5 separate regions of the Sus scrofa genome follow, and all the other regions are linked to region 4. A link is a contact called in public HiChIP or PLAC-seq data. All regions are on one chromosome and are shown on one strand. Each heading gives the region's core, a stretch centred on a gene start, on an enhancer-like site or on the middle of the called end of the contact. The rest is flanking DNA. Distances are from core to core; before and after follow the strand shown. Region 1 overlaps ZEB2 (zinc finger E-box-binding homeobox 2). Region 2 has its middle 32 kb from the start of GTDC1. Region 3 has its middle 71 kb from the start of GTDC1. Region 4 overlaps GTDC1 (glycosyltransferase-like domain-containing protein 1). Region 5 overlaps ARHGAP15 (rho GTPase-activating protein 15).

Evidence for each region. HiChIP or PLAC-seq counts read pairs in DNA pulled down with a chosen protein or histone mark.
Region 1: an H3K27ac HiChIP or PLAC-seq map of skeletal muscle shows a contact between it and region 4, with 3 times the contacts expected there. The contact joins two enhancer-like sites. A contact is called at or near these places in 2 of 2 datasets of contacts at active chromatin or transcription factors (alveolar macrophages and skeletal muscle).
Region 2: an H3K27ac HiChIP or PLAC-seq map of alveolar macrophages shows a contact between it and region 4. The contact joins two enhancer-like sites. A contact is called at or near these places in 1 of 5 promoter capture datasets (liver), 4 of 47 Hi-C or Micro-C datasets (alveolar macrophages, embryonic fibroblasts, fetal skeletal muscle and 1 more) and 1 of 2 datasets of contacts at active chromatin or transcription factors (alveolar macrophages).
Region 3: an H3K27ac HiChIP or PLAC-seq map of skeletal muscle shows a contact between it and region 4. The contact joins two enhancer-like sites. A contact is called at or near these places in 2 of 2 datasets of contacts at active chromatin or transcription factors (alveolar macrophages and skeletal muscle).
Region 5: an H3K27ac HiChIP or PLAC-seq map of skeletal muscle shows a contact between it and region 4, with 4 times the contacts expected there. The contact joins two enhancer-like sites. A contact is called at or near these places in 1 of 47 Hi-C or Micro-C datasets (skeletal muscle) and 1 of 2 datasets of contacts at active chromatin or transcription factors (skeletal muscle).

The regions. Positions count from the first base shown.
Region 1 is chr15:7,610,580-7,613,279 of Sscrofa11.1, forward strand. It overlaps ZEB2 (zinc finger E-box-binding homeobox 2), which reads left to right. Exons shown (of 10, transcript XM_021076506.1): 5 at 566-754; 6 at 1,450-1,664. Among named protein-coding and RNA genes, the nearest start is that of ZEB2, 110 kb to the left of the region's middle. Within about 2 kb of position 1,427, at least 8 of the 83 cell types and tissues checked have an H3K27ac peak or open chromatin away from gene starts, as enhancers often do. A contact at or near this core is called in skeletal muscle, where this site is marked.
Region 2 is chr15:7,695,376-7,698,075 of Sscrofa11.1, forward strand. It overlaps a transcript of GTDC1 not described here. Among named protein-coding and RNA genes, the nearest start is that of GTDC1, 32 kb to the right of the region's middle. Within about 2 kb of position 1,421, at least 3 of the 83 cell types and tissues checked have an H3K27ac peak or open chromatin away from gene starts, as enhancers often do. A contact at or near this core is called in alveolar macrophages, where this site is marked.
Region 3 is chr15:7,657,034-7,659,733 of Sscrofa11.1, forward strand. No RefSeq gene overlaps it. Among named protein-coding and RNA genes, the nearest start is that of GTDC1, 71 kb to the right of the region's middle. Within about 2 kb of position 1,413, at least 22 of the 83 cell types and tissues checked have an H3K27ac peak or open chromatin away from gene starts, as enhancers often do. A contact at or near this core is called in alveolar macrophages and skeletal muscle, where this site is marked.
Region 4 is chr15:8,057,727-8,060,525 of Sscrofa11.1, forward strand. All of the region lies in intron 12 of GTDC1 (glycosyltransferase-like domain-containing protein 1), which reads left to right. Among named protein-coding and RNA genes, the nearest start is that of GTDC1, 330 kb to the left of the region's middle. Within about 2 kb of position 1,300, at least 62 of the 83 cell types and tissues checked have an H3K27ac peak or open chromatin away from gene starts, as enhancers often do. A contact at or near this core is called in alveolar macrophages and skeletal muscle, where this site is marked.
Region 5 is chr15:8,453,744-8,456,443 of Sscrofa11.1, forward strand. The region is part of intron 8 of ARHGAP15 (rho GTPase-activating protein 15); the gene reads right to left. Among named protein-coding and RNA genes, the nearest start is that of ARHGAP15, 360 kb to the right of the region's middle. Within about 2 kb of position 1,433, at least 13 of the 83 cell types and tissues checked have an H3K27ac peak or open chromatin away from gene starts, as enhancers often do. A contact at or near this core is called in skeletal muscle, where this site is marked.

The DNA.
Region 1 (2,700 bases), core at 177-2,676, 450 kb before region 4:
CTCTAGGGTTATCTTTCCTTTTGCATCTCTCTCTGACTGTATAATCCTAGTGGTCTGTGATGTTCAGAGAGTGAAGGGTTAAAAGCTTATATTTGGCAACAGGATGTATATGTGGTTAGAGGAATGTTAAGTTTAGTGGACCATAAAAAATTAAATATACCTTTCTTAAAAGGAAGTTTTATATAGACCATTAAAGTAGCTTTGAGCTCACGCTATCTCTCATGTTTTCGGATCTTGGAATGTAGTTCTTTTTTTGTTAATTTTCCCTGAAAAATACTTAAAATTTTCTTTCATTCTTTGTGACTCACACAGACTAGTGTTCCAGGAAGAGGAAAATAAAATATGCCCATGTAACTTAAAGCAAAGTGTCCTCTCCTCTTTTTTGGCATATATTATGAGAATAAGCATTCAGTCAGTCACTGGTCATCTTCAACACTTCCTACAAATCAGCTAGGTACTGGTTATCTTTTTTGCAAGTCAATGTGTCTTATGGTGATGAAGGCAGTCATGGGTTTCTAGGAAAAAGGCCTTGAGAAGACATTTCGTCTCCTTTTTACCGTTTCAGTTAAGAATGCAAATTGCACATCAGACTTTGAGGAATACTTTGCCAAAAGAAAACTGGAGGAACGAGATGGCCATGCAGTCAGCATCGAAGAGTACCTTCAGCGCAGTGACACAGCCATTATTTACCCAGAAGCCCCTGAGGAGCTGTCTCGCCTTGGCACGCCAGAGGCCAATGGGCAGGAAGAAAATGGTGAGGCTGTAATTCATTTTTAGCCACGATGCTGACCTCTGCAGCTGTTACAATTACAAATGCACTACATGCCTGGGTGTTTACCTTAAAATTTGAAGAACAGCTGCAGAGGCATGGAATTTCATGAGCAAAGATTAGAACTGTAATTTTAGGGTATTGTGAAATTTTTTTGTCAGCAAATTTGTGTCATCTGTACATCCAATAAAGAACAAGAACAATTAGAGCCTATTTCTAAGAGATAAAAATATCTAAATTGATTCCTATCTTTCCAAAATATTTCACTTTTGAGGAGAAAAAAAAAGTTTAGAAATACTGACCCTGACCTTTCCTTCTTCTTTCCGGGGACACCTGAAAAGCTCCTTCACTCTGTGAATTCCTGGGTCACATGTGACTAAAGGTTTGCTACGAACTGTCAGTCACCTAAAGAGAATTTCCTCATTTATCAGCTGTTTAAATTCTCCCCCAAACGCTCCAGTAATTAATTAATTTTCCAGCGCAGTGTGAGCTGATTCCGACAAGTCTGTGCTGGGTGTGCGAGGGGACCTGCATGCGGGGAGGCCACGTGTGATGATGGCACTCTCGTGGAGCAGATTGCAGTGATTCCTGTCACACCATCCCGGGCAGTCAGCCCATTAGCTGCCATTGATTTACTGACCTTTTGGCCCGCTTCTCTCCCTCTCGTCTCTCGGCTACAGACCTGCCACCTGGAACTCCAGATGCTTTTGCCCAACTGCTGACCTGCCCCTACTGCGACCGGGGCTACAAGCGCTTGACATCGCTGAAGGAGCACATCAAGTATCGCCACGAGAAGAATGAGGAGAACTTCTCCTGCCCTCTTTGTAGCTACACGTTTGCCTACCGCACCCAGCTCGAGCGGCATATGGTGACGCACAAGCCAGGCACAGATCAGGTGGGGGGTTGGTTTTAAGTGATTTCTTTCTATAATAACCCCTTAGAGAAACGATATTGCTTTGATTGGCAATCATTATTAATTTTTCATGGCATTTTGAAGATGCAGATCTTTTAATGGTAATAGCTTTAATTGAGGTCTAAATGATTTTTTGATGGTCTCTTCTAATATGATTTAATAGTCTTATGTTCACGATCGAATGAGTGTGTTAATTTCTAATTTAGAAATTTTATTTGCACTTTAACTTGACTTTAGTTTCATCTTTATGTTCCACAAAAAGTGAATGAAATTGTAGCATTTTAATTATACAGTATTAAACATCTCAGCAATTTTAATTCCATTTTTTACCTAGTTTTACTTAGAAATTTTTTCTCTTCATATAGGATCCAAGTCATAGTAAAAGGAGCGTGTATTTTTTCGTTGGTCACATAACATCTTCAATTACTTAGACTGTTTTTACAAGCTGCTACTAGTTTATGAAATCTAATTAAGTGTTTTAAGGAAAATCAAAAAAGCATCTAATGTGTATGCATATCTATACGAAGGAAACTGGATTAATACTAAAATGTTAGATACACAATAAAAATGATCCCTTCTTGATATGTTGCATCTTTGTTGCTAAGTCTTAAAACTGCCCTGCCTCTTTTGGCTTACTTGTGTTAAAAATAAAAACTATCTTGAACAGGTTAGCATAGCTTCTTAAATCCTTAAAATGATGGAATAGGATTCATTCATAGTGTCCCCTAAATGTTTTATCAAAACTGTTCTTTCTGTCCCCCTGGGAGCATTGACTGCAGATTGGTATTATGGTCTGCCTTAAGTCCCAACAACTAGCCCTACAAACCTGGAACCACCCTGTATAAAGCCTGATACCATATTTGTTTTTAAAATTATTGAACAGGATATTCTCTAACATTCTTATGTTTCTTTTTTATGGGCTTTATTCTCTTTGAATCAGGAAGATGAGAATAAGCAAACACGATCAAGCAATGGTGATGATACTAGATTATGGAATTTCACTCTTCTAAGAAAACAG
Region 2 (2,700 bases), core at 171-2,670, 360 kb before region 4:
TGTGATTTTAGATTTGTTATCACAGCTAACCTGTGAACTCCTACTTGTCAAGTTTTGGTGTAGTAACAAAGAAGAACATTCATAGTTATCTGAATATGTTATTAGTATTAATGTGTACTTCCTTTTTTCTCACTACATATTTGTCTGGGGCTATTTTTTAAAAATATAGTTCAGTCAAAACAGTGTATCACAGTGGGCTGTGTGTAGAAGCAGATAAGAGAATCTAGCTGTCTTCTGTTAAGTTAGACATGAACGAAATTTGCAAAAGTTATGAACGGTATCATTTTTATCACTAAGCTTTTTTGTGTAAGAAATAATTTTTCATAAATTATTTACTGTATTAAATGTCATGAAAATATAAAGTGAATCAATATTTAAAATTTTCTCATTAATTCCTAATGTGGTTAATATTGATAATTATAACTCATATTGACAAAAACTCTTGAGAGTCCTCAATTTTAAGAACACAAAGGAGTCCTGATACTAGGAAGTTTGAGAACTGTTTCTTTAAGATGAATAAAGTTCTCAAGTTTTAATCTTTTGACTATTTCTTTGGAATATGGACAACATCTCTTTAGTTTCTTTTCCTGGTTGTAAGGGTATGTCACAGGAGTTCTCCGTCATTTCCCATGCAGGCAAAGGTGTTTTTATAAAGATTTTCATTTTTATTTAAGATTGACGCTACCTACTTATATGGTTGCCTTGAAGAATTGAGATTGTGGTCAGTGGTCATTCCAGTCAGTGTATTCATTATTGATACCACTCTTTTGGTTGTGAGCTATTCATGCAGTTTTAAGACCTGTTCACCATAGCAAGCTACTTCAGGGTTGTAGTGAAGTTCATTTTGCTGAAAATAAACTGCTATTTTCTCTGAAGTCTTTATACTACGCTAATCTGTCTACTGTAAAGTCTTCCTGACATTTCATAGCTATTTTCTAGAAAATCCACAACTTATGAGTGAGTTTGTGAATTAGTCATTTTTGCAACAATATAATATGAATTACAGATGGGTTCTATAGTGCCATTAATAGTATAGGAATAGCCTTGTTGTGGACTATTAACAGCTTTCTGTGGGGAATTATATTCTGAATTATACTCTTAGAAGTCTAGCCAGATATATTACCCCATTGCAGTGCAACAGTGGCAAGAAACCCCCTTTTCCCGCTTACAATAGAAATGAATGTTAAAGCTTGACTAGAAGCAAGAGAGACATTGTGAAGCAATGTTCTGGAGGTGCAGTATCCTAGGCACCTAGGATAACCTAAGTGGGTAGAAGGGGCAACAGTCTCAGATGAAGCAGTTATGGTGGAGGGAAAAAGGAGAAGGGATGTTTTGGATGCTGCTTGGGGGTGATATATTCCCTTTTACAGCAGTTGCTAAAAAATAAGAAGTGGTTAGTCCTAGGTTGGGAAATCCATTTATAGAGTTTTGTTGTGTTGTGCTCCTCTGTTTGGTTATTGCATGAACTGAGCTCAAGAAATAGAAGGCAATTGCAGAGGTTGAACTTATGGATTTATAGGCCAAAGGTTTTAATGTAAAAGGCAGTTGATGAACTTCAGAGGTATTTATGATCAGAAAGAGTAGTGGAAGCCAGGAGAGTGGTGGAACATGCAAGCTATTCACAGGGACCCCAAACAGATTCATGTTGTAGAGTGATTGTTAGGGCAGGCATAGAACTGATAATCAGCTGGCACAGTTCAGTCAAGGAGTGCTGTGACTCATCCTGCTGCCCTAGGGTCTCTAATAGGAAATATAGACTTTTAAGAGAGGTGTCCCACAGGAAGCCTGTTATGGAGAATGGTGGATATAAAGCAGAAATCCAGAACCAGAAGAACTTGGGGACTCAGAGAAGACCAGCTTTGGAGAACTAGAATTTAACTTGAGGTTGAGCTTGTTTTCTTCCTTCTCAAGAGCATTGTTGACCCTTTGGATTGAGGCAAGGCTGAGCTAAAGTGGAAAGCAAAGTGACTATAGTTAGCTGTCTACACTGAAGTGACACACCTGCCTGAGAAATATTTGTTAAACCAACTGATGAAAGTATGGCAGGGGAACAACTAGGTCGTCACACCCACGTTCTTCATGTAGCAGACACTTGGCATCATATAACCTAACCACTAAATACTCTCTAAGCCAAGGGTGAGCAAACTTTTTTTTTTTAAACAATTTTTAAAGGAAGTTCCTATGTGGTACAGTGGGTTAGGGATCCAACATTGCTGCAGCTGTGGCGCAGGCTGCAAATGTAATGCGGGTTTGATATCTGGCCCGGGAACTTCCAAATGTCACAGTTGCAGCAAAAAAAAAAAAAAAAAAAAAAAAAAAAAAGCACCAGATAGTAAATATTTTAACCTTTATGGGTGGCATGGTCTCTGTTGCACCTACTTAAGTCTGTCATTGTAGTGTGAAAACAGCCATAGAAAAATACATAAATGAATGAGCAGTTATGTTTCAATGAAACTTTATGGAGACTGAAAATTGAATTTCATATAATTTTCACTTGTCATAAAATATTACTCTTTTTATTTTATTTTATTATTTTTGGCTGCACCCATGACATACGGAAGTTCCCAGGCCAGGGATCAAATTCAAGCCACAACTCAACCTATGCCACAGATGAGTGAATGCCAGATTTTTAACCCACTGTGCTGGACCAGGGATTGAATCTGTGCCTCCACAGTGACCTGAGCTGCTGCAGAGACAACA
Region 3 (2,700 bases), core at 163-2,662, 400 kb before region 4:
TGATGTGCGATGGTGGGAAATGAAATGGCAGTAAAACACTCGGTGTCAAAATGCCATGAGGTCTGAAAGCTGATCTTCAAAAAAATTTTTTCACTTTTTGTACATCTATTGCTTATCTAAAAGATGCCTACAGATGATGCTTTTGCCTTCCCCACAAATTAGGAAGAGACAGAACTGTACTGAATAACAAGCAATCTAGTAGTCATTTGTTGATGCCGGTTTTCACAGGGGCCAAAACTGAGCAAGCTATGACATTTAGACTCAAATTCAGTGAGGGCCGGCTGGTAACCTTCAGCAGTATGTTAGTTGAGCTCCTTAATGTGACTCAAACTTACTCCTTCACAGTTCATTTCTCCTGCCTGAGGATTCTTAGTGCAAACTCCTCTTTTCTATGCATAAATGCCAGGCTAGACCAGGGCAAGCATTTAGTTATACTGTGGGGGGTACTTTGAATGAATGACCTGGAGCTTGGCCAAAGGCCAAGTCCATTGGAAACTCCCCTCTAAGCTGTGCATTTTTAGGCTGTGGTCATCTTTGGGATTTCCCCCAAAAATCTTCTCTGTCATGGCAGAAATTTAATAACCCCGTTTTCAGAATTGCATACAAAACCAGGGTGTCAAAGTGAGTATGAAATAATTTGCTTTGCATGTCGATTTCTCTCTTCTTCTTAAATCCTTCCTCATTCTTAAATCTTTTTTATTTGCATATTCTTAAGTCTTTCTCTATTTGCATAGTGAAGTCTTCTTGTAAAAGTCTCCGCTTTCCCCACAAAATGGTGCACTCTCAACATTTCCTGACAGTCTATGTCCCATAGAATTCTAGGTACTTTTGGTTTGTTACAACCAAGACTAAAGAGAAAGTTTCTAGATAGTATTTGACAGGATTCTAAAGTAATAAGAGTTATAGACTAAATGTTTTGTCAAATACAATGATAAAATTCACGTTTCCAGCAAGCTATTTCTTAAAGTGCTGGACTAAATTTCTCTATATACAGGGACAAAAAAGACATTCAGATACAACAGATCATGTGTATTGAAGTTGCTGGTAAAAGCACCAAATGACTGATTTTATCTATTGTTCAGCATAATAACATTTTCAGCCTTGAAAATGGTTCCTAGAATAACAGACTGTTATGAAAAAGGAAAAATCCTCATTGGTAGAAAGGCAATTATACAAATTATTCTATTTTCCAAACAGGGCCACTACCCCTTTATGTACTAGAAGACTAAATGTATATTCAGAAATTACTGGTCAAAAACTATCTGTGACCCAGATACTGTTTGGATTTGCATGAGATGTTTCCAAAGCAGTCTGGGAAAGCCCACAAATTCAAAGCAGCCTCTTTATCCTCACCCCATTTCTGCTGAGTCCAGGAACCTTATTTCATTTCCTGCATGGTAGGCATTTTTTAGGGACTAGGTAAGCCATGACATCTGCACTGCTTTCTGAGTCATTGTCGTGAAATGATACATGCTTGGGTGTAGTACAGCTACTTGGTTCCCAGAGAAAACAAACAAACAGAAGTCAGCTAGGAGCTGGAGTCCTGCTAAAAACAAGGACGTGTACAATTCAAAGATGCATTTGTTTTTAAAAGCAGAGCCTCCAGTTTTTAAGTGACCAACTGCTATTTTCTAACCCTGAGAAAATATTTTAAATGAGAACCTTTGCTCCACATGCCTCACTCAGGCACATGCCAGAGTTTGTGAAGGGAACGGGTCAGATCTCTTCCAAGAAGGTCTGTCTCTGGGAAATGGAGACATAAAGCTGCTATTTTGATAAATCAGTGGGGCATGTACTCGTAAAAAAAATCCTGTATTTAAATAGCCTTAAAATAATTTCACCATTTTTACTTGCATAACGAGTAAATATTTATTGATTCTATTAACTGTCATAGGAGATAGTATCGCAGGTTCTGCACAGTTATAAGGAGTAAAATATAGTCGCTACTTTCACAGACCTTAGAGAATAACATATGGGGATGAGAATGAGGCAGGAATACAAATGCTCCTAACTTTAGGATATTGTGAAATTACAAATAAAGCATTAGAAGTACTTCAGAGGTAGAATAGGAAAACAACATAACTTAAGTTTCCTACTGTTAGCATAGAATAGATTTGGGACTAGTAATCAAATTTCTTAAATCTTTGAAGTAAAAAACAGAAGCTAGAAGCTTTACTGGGAACTACCTAGAACAGCAACAAAAACAACAAAAAATTGAAATAAATATTTAATTCTACCATTCTTGGGTGAAGAAAAATATTAGGGAGAAAACCATTATCAAGTGCTTATATTGTGCCAGTCAAGGTTGAGATATTAAGTTCTCTAATCAAAATGATATCCTAGTCTCAATTGCTTCATTTTTAAGATGAGCTGATGAGAAGAGAGGTCAAGTAACTTGCCCAAGGTCACACAGATAAATAACGGTAGAGCAAGGGTTGAAAGCAAAGTCCATCTAGTTTCAACTAAGCGGCCTTGGATAAGCAAGAGCTGAGGAGGAGAGGAAACATAAGGCTGGAAAGCCATTTAATGGTTTAATAAGCAAGTTAAGCCTAGCGAGCTTAGGCCAGGTGGACAGTGGTAACAAACAGCCCCCGTGTGTTGGTAGCTTATAACACCAAATCTGTTTCTGGTTCACATTACACATGGGCTGCAGGTCTGCTGGGGCCTGCAGCAAATTCTCTTCATTCTGGGGGCTGTGTT
Region 4 (2,799 bases), core at 50-2,549:
CATGGAGTTGAACTGGTGTATTAAATCCCAGGCACACGGTAGAGATTGTTTTGTGATCATAATGAATTAAGAGTAAAGGCATCAATGCATACATCTCTCCTTTTTCCTCTAGAGCCCAGAGGCATAGGGTACCTGGTGGTCTCTGGTGCTGGCAGCTATGTTCCCTGGTTTTCAATCGGCTTGGCTTTTCTCCTAGATTTTTGTAATAGCAGGCCGGGCGGGGGAAAAAGTAATCTACAAAATTGCAAATTGCAAAACAAAATATGCAAGTGCGTGTGTACGTGCGCACGCGCGCCCTATAGTATTTCACTGAAGATAATGAATTGCTACACTTTAAGCACTAAATATTAAAACTTAAAAATGTGTAAGTAATGAGGTTTTAGGAAGCAAAATGTACTCGGAGTATATATAGCACTTTTTTTTTTTTTTTTTTTTCCAAGAGGTTCCCCAGACCTCTGGGCGCGTCAGCAAACTGTCCTCCTACACGAGGAGCGAGCAGCTGCGATTTGGCCCCAGGCACCACCTACCCAAAGTCACTACCTAATGTATTTTACATTCGCACCGATGATAAAGAGGGAGAGGTGGGTTTAAAAAAAAAAAAAAAAAAAAAAAGAGAAGGTACCTTCCCCTCACCCCCAACATTCTGTGCTCCCTTTTGTCCCTGCCATCAGCTGACACGTGGAAAATGTGGTGTACGGTTTTGCTTGCCTTTAATCTGTAATTAAGGATTCCTTGTTCGGGGCTGGCTACCTCTTTGGTCTTCCCTCCCTGCCTCTCGGGTCTTCCGCCCTTGGTCGGGTCTGGCCCCGAGCCGCAAGCTGGGGACTCCGGTGGCCCGGCTGGGCCGCAGGGAGGGGTCGGTAGCGAGGTGCTCGGGCCCGGACGGAAGGAGCGCTCGCCTACCCGAAAGCGCGCGCCCGGGAACCCGACCCACTCGCCCCGAGCCTCCGACGAGCCTGCGCCCAGCGTCGGGTTAGAGGTGCCGGAGCCTGCGAGAGCCGGAGAGTCTGAGAGCGGTTCCGGGGCTTGCGGGCGCTCACCGCGCGTCTTCTCCCCGGGGCCGATGTGCCCCAGCTCCCGTCCGCGGCGGCGCTAGCCCTCGATGCCCTGCTCGGTCCCGTCCAAAGCGCCTGGAGGTAGTTCTACACCTCTTCCGGCGCAAAAAAAAGGGACGGAGGGGGGACGTCGAGGTCACAAAGTCGAGACCTAACCACTTCTGCGGCGCTGAGCTGGAGGAACCACGAGGCCGCAGGGCCAAGACAGCTCCGCGCCACCGCCGCGCTCCCGCTCACACTCGCGCGGACTCCCGGGCAGAGCCTCGCCTGCACGCGCACGCCAGCGCGCGCACAGCCCGACACGCGCACACTGTCACGCACCCTCACGGACACGCACCCCGCACGCGCGCACAGACACTCACATGCTGACACACGCACACGTGGCGGGAGGCCCAGTGCTTCCCCGGCTCCTTGGTGCCAGGCTTAACTGGTCCCCCTCCGCACCTCCGAGAAGGCGGCGCTGCCCCGGCGGGCAGAATTCTTCTCTATTCTTCTTAAGTGTTTTATTGAACTTGGTTTTGAGTCCGACAGGCTCAGTGCTCCGTGAGAGAATCCAATGAAGATGCACTAAGCAAAACCAAAAAAGTAATTTCCCTCCTCCTGTCCTTTAAAAAAAAAAAAAAAATTTAAGCCAAAACGGAGAATGGAGTGGGGTTGGGCACGGGGACGCCCCCCACCCCCGTAGGGATTCTGACTATTAATTTTAAAATACTCCCCTATGACTGCTTACTCAGCCCTGTTATTTCAGTCCCACCCGCTAGTCCTAGGACGCTTTCCTTTTCACTTCTTACCTGTGCTTTGGAGTGAAAACTGTTTCTCCTGATCTCCAATTGGTTATTTCGTTATTTCCGAGGCAGAAGGGGGTGAGGGACAGATGAGTTAAGCGGTGTTTGGGTGGGAGAAAATTTAGTTCTATCACACTGATTTCCAAAAAACTTGGGGAAACGTTTAATAGCATATTGAGGATTCGATATTTTTTAAAGCGTCCTCCTCCTTTCCCGTGTTACTATTTATCATCAGGTATTTATTTGCGTGTACACATTTAAAATTGTCTGTGAATGAGAAAAATGCCCCTTGTTCTGGATTTCACCAGCGCCTTTTGTGTTTCTGCCCATCTAGGTGTAGCATGCTTTCCTCTCTCCCACCCATCGCTAAACGGTGTCTTCAGTGATCAAACATAAGAAACCTTAGCCTGGAGTGGTGGTGACCATTGCTGGTCATCTGTTGCTCAAGATTTTATCTCCTCTGGTTGGGAATTGTCCTCAAATTGTAGAGTTGAAGATACAGGTTGGTTGATAGTTTAAAATGTGAGAAGAGCTCTCAGGAAGTAAACGTAGGTAGGGGAGTATGGCCCATGTCAGCTGCCCTTGGAAGGCAGGACAAGAACCCTTGGCTAGTGCATTGAAAAGAGACTGTAAACAATGATAATCAGGGCTTTCAAAAATCATATAACAGATTGAAATATCTGATTCATTATTTATTCATCACAGCACAACTTTGCAAATCTGAGAATAGTATTTGAAAACCCAGTGCCTGCTATTTTGTCCGTCAACTCAGCAAATGGGTCCCCCTTCCAAAAATGTGGCCAAAGGGTTAAAGCTGTAATTTTAGAAAGGAATTTCAGGAAAGGATATTAAGATCTGATATATTTCCTTTTCTTTTTGGCAATAATACCCTCCAAAGAAAAAAGGATATACTTATTAATATAATGATAATAGCTCTGCTTCTGAGTACAAGTATCAAC
Region 5 (2,700 bases), core at 183-2,682, 400 kb after region 4:
GTAGTAATAATACAGCATGGTATGGAGTATGAATGTAAGAGACTAAGGGATTTTGGAGGTGGAACTGACCTCAGTCATTTTGGAGAAATAGCACATGCCCACAACTGCTTTTATGGGACCATGAATATCGGGCATTAATTGATTCAAAATGGTATGATTGGAAGAGTCTTTTTCAGCATCTTAATATACCATGCTTAAATGCTATCCTATCAACTTTAGTCTGGGACTGGTTATGTATGATGTGATCTGTTCCAACTTATAGCTGTATCAAAGCCCCATGAGTCTGAGTTCTAGTGTTGGAAGCTAAAGGAACACTTAATATCCCTCAAGAAAAAATCTGCCTCAGAGAAATTTTGGTCTCAAGTCTGCTTGTGAAATGATACAGAATAATCAATCTAAATTTTCACAGGTTACCAAAGGTAATGTTTTCTATATCTAGTCTCACCTCAAAATCTTGTCATTTTCCATGACACAGTGTCAAGAAATGCAGGGCCAAAGGAGGTATTTTTCTGTCATTTACTGACTAGTTAAAATGATATGATTAAAAAGTCATTTGCAAATTAAAACACACACAATATAAATGTGAGATTATGAAAATAATTATCGAGTGAGTTATAGGTTTTTGGAACCCGTTAGGTACGCTGGTAATAGTACTCTTAATTAGAGAGGTGTATATGTATATTATATTGCTTTTAATACTACCATCTGGTTCCACGTGTGAGAAATGTATGTAAGGTGCACTAGTTTTTCATGGAAAATGAAAGTATATTTTTAAACACTTTAGCTTGACTCCTTCTCTTACAAAACTGAGAAACTAGCAGAGTCTTGGATATGATTATACTGTTTTTAACATAACCAAACTCTCCAAAGTTGCCTCTAATGATGACTTTCCTGGAGACAGACTAGAGAGTCAGCTTCCATTTCCTGATGCCATAAATAATCGTCCTCAGATGACAAGTCAAATTACAAGGCCTTTGCCATCATTTATTCTGCTCATTTTGTACCAAGGAGAGTTATGCAGAAGTTAAAGTCAATAGATGGCTATAATATATGGCATACTTTCTATTAACCAAATAACTTGAAAGCACTATAAATACAAACTAAAAATGTAAAAAGCGCATGGTTATAAAGCAAAGTCCATCACTGGGCCCCTGTAAACAGCAGTAAAAGTCTTTGAATATTGTGGTTTACAAATCTGATTTTAACAGCCAAACTTATAAAACAGTTTACGCTTTTCTGTTGTCAAGGGAGAAAAACTTGCCAAATTGTTCATTTTAAGTAAATACAACATAACCAATTAAGGAAAGCAAAATTTAAACACATGCCTATGATAATCAGGACATAGTTTGCTTCTGATTTCACTACTGATTTTAACAGAACAGTGTTCCTTCCACTTTCCCACAGCACCCAAATGACCCCACACATACTTTTAGAAACTTGTAATCACACAGTGCAAATAAAAGGACACTTTACTGGAAAATACACAGTGTGGTACAATAATCCATCATTTATGAAAAATAGAATTCAGCCTTTTCTTTTTCCTCAGAGATTCAACTACTTTTTGAGGGTGAAGCTTACTGCAATTTAAAGATTTATGTTAAGCCAATGAGCAGTTTTTTTTTTCCCAGTCCCATTTAAACTTTTTATTTAAAAATAAAAAGAGACTAAAGAGATATGGGTTTAAATTCCAAAGCATTTAATCTGATTTACAGAGGAATCACTCTTAATTCTACATATTTTCACCTCCATGAAAAGTTAACTTAACTTGGATTAACTTTCCAGGTGTTCTAGAATTTACTTTTATTTCCTTTATGCTCCATTTTTTTTTCCCACTGACAGATGATCTTTTCTTTAAAGCCCAAACAAATGGAATATTTTTCAAAGCTTAACAATTTTGAATAACAATATGCAATTTAAGTCTCATACTCAAAGGCCAAAGGCATTAGCTTTAAGTACCATTCTTAGAGAGTGGAGAGATTTAATTGGTGTTAAAGTTGCTCATATCATATAATAGTTAGGATCCTGGGCTTTTCAAGATGATCTTCAATAAATATCATTACATATAAGAATAGGCATTAGTCCAACACAAGTTTTGTGCCTGACACAGCCATTATGGTATTAAAACACCTCGGAATGCTTATTGTACTGGATGCCCTGTGTATATTATTTTCCAACTTTAGTAATGGGAGGGGGGAGAAACACAATTTGGAGGATGAACATCCACTACCATTCTTTTAAGGGATGGGAACCACAAAGGAAAAACCCTTAAATCTTCCAGAATACAATGGTTTGGATAACATGATCCAGAATTGTGAATCTGCCAGAATTTTTCTTGCTAGGGATCTTATTTTGAAATATCTCCTTTTTCTGCCAAACTACTGTTCTCGCGGTATTCCCATGTTACAATTACATGTTGTTGATTTTTTTTTTTTTTAATTTGGAAATGCTGGGAGAGTAACATTTCAGAAACATTGCTAAAGGAGAGTCATTACCCTGCAGAAATGCTATTATGAACAACTTTCTAGGCTAATTGTTGTCACTTTTTTGGTAGGGTTTTACATAGGGATCAACATCAAGTATAGATAGTTGTATTGCAGCTGAGAGCTCCCAAAACAGAGTCTCAGAGGATGTTCAGAGCAAAGCTGGCAGCAGTTGCCAAGTACAATCATCTTACCATGCTGCAGTGTTCGGAGAGGGAGC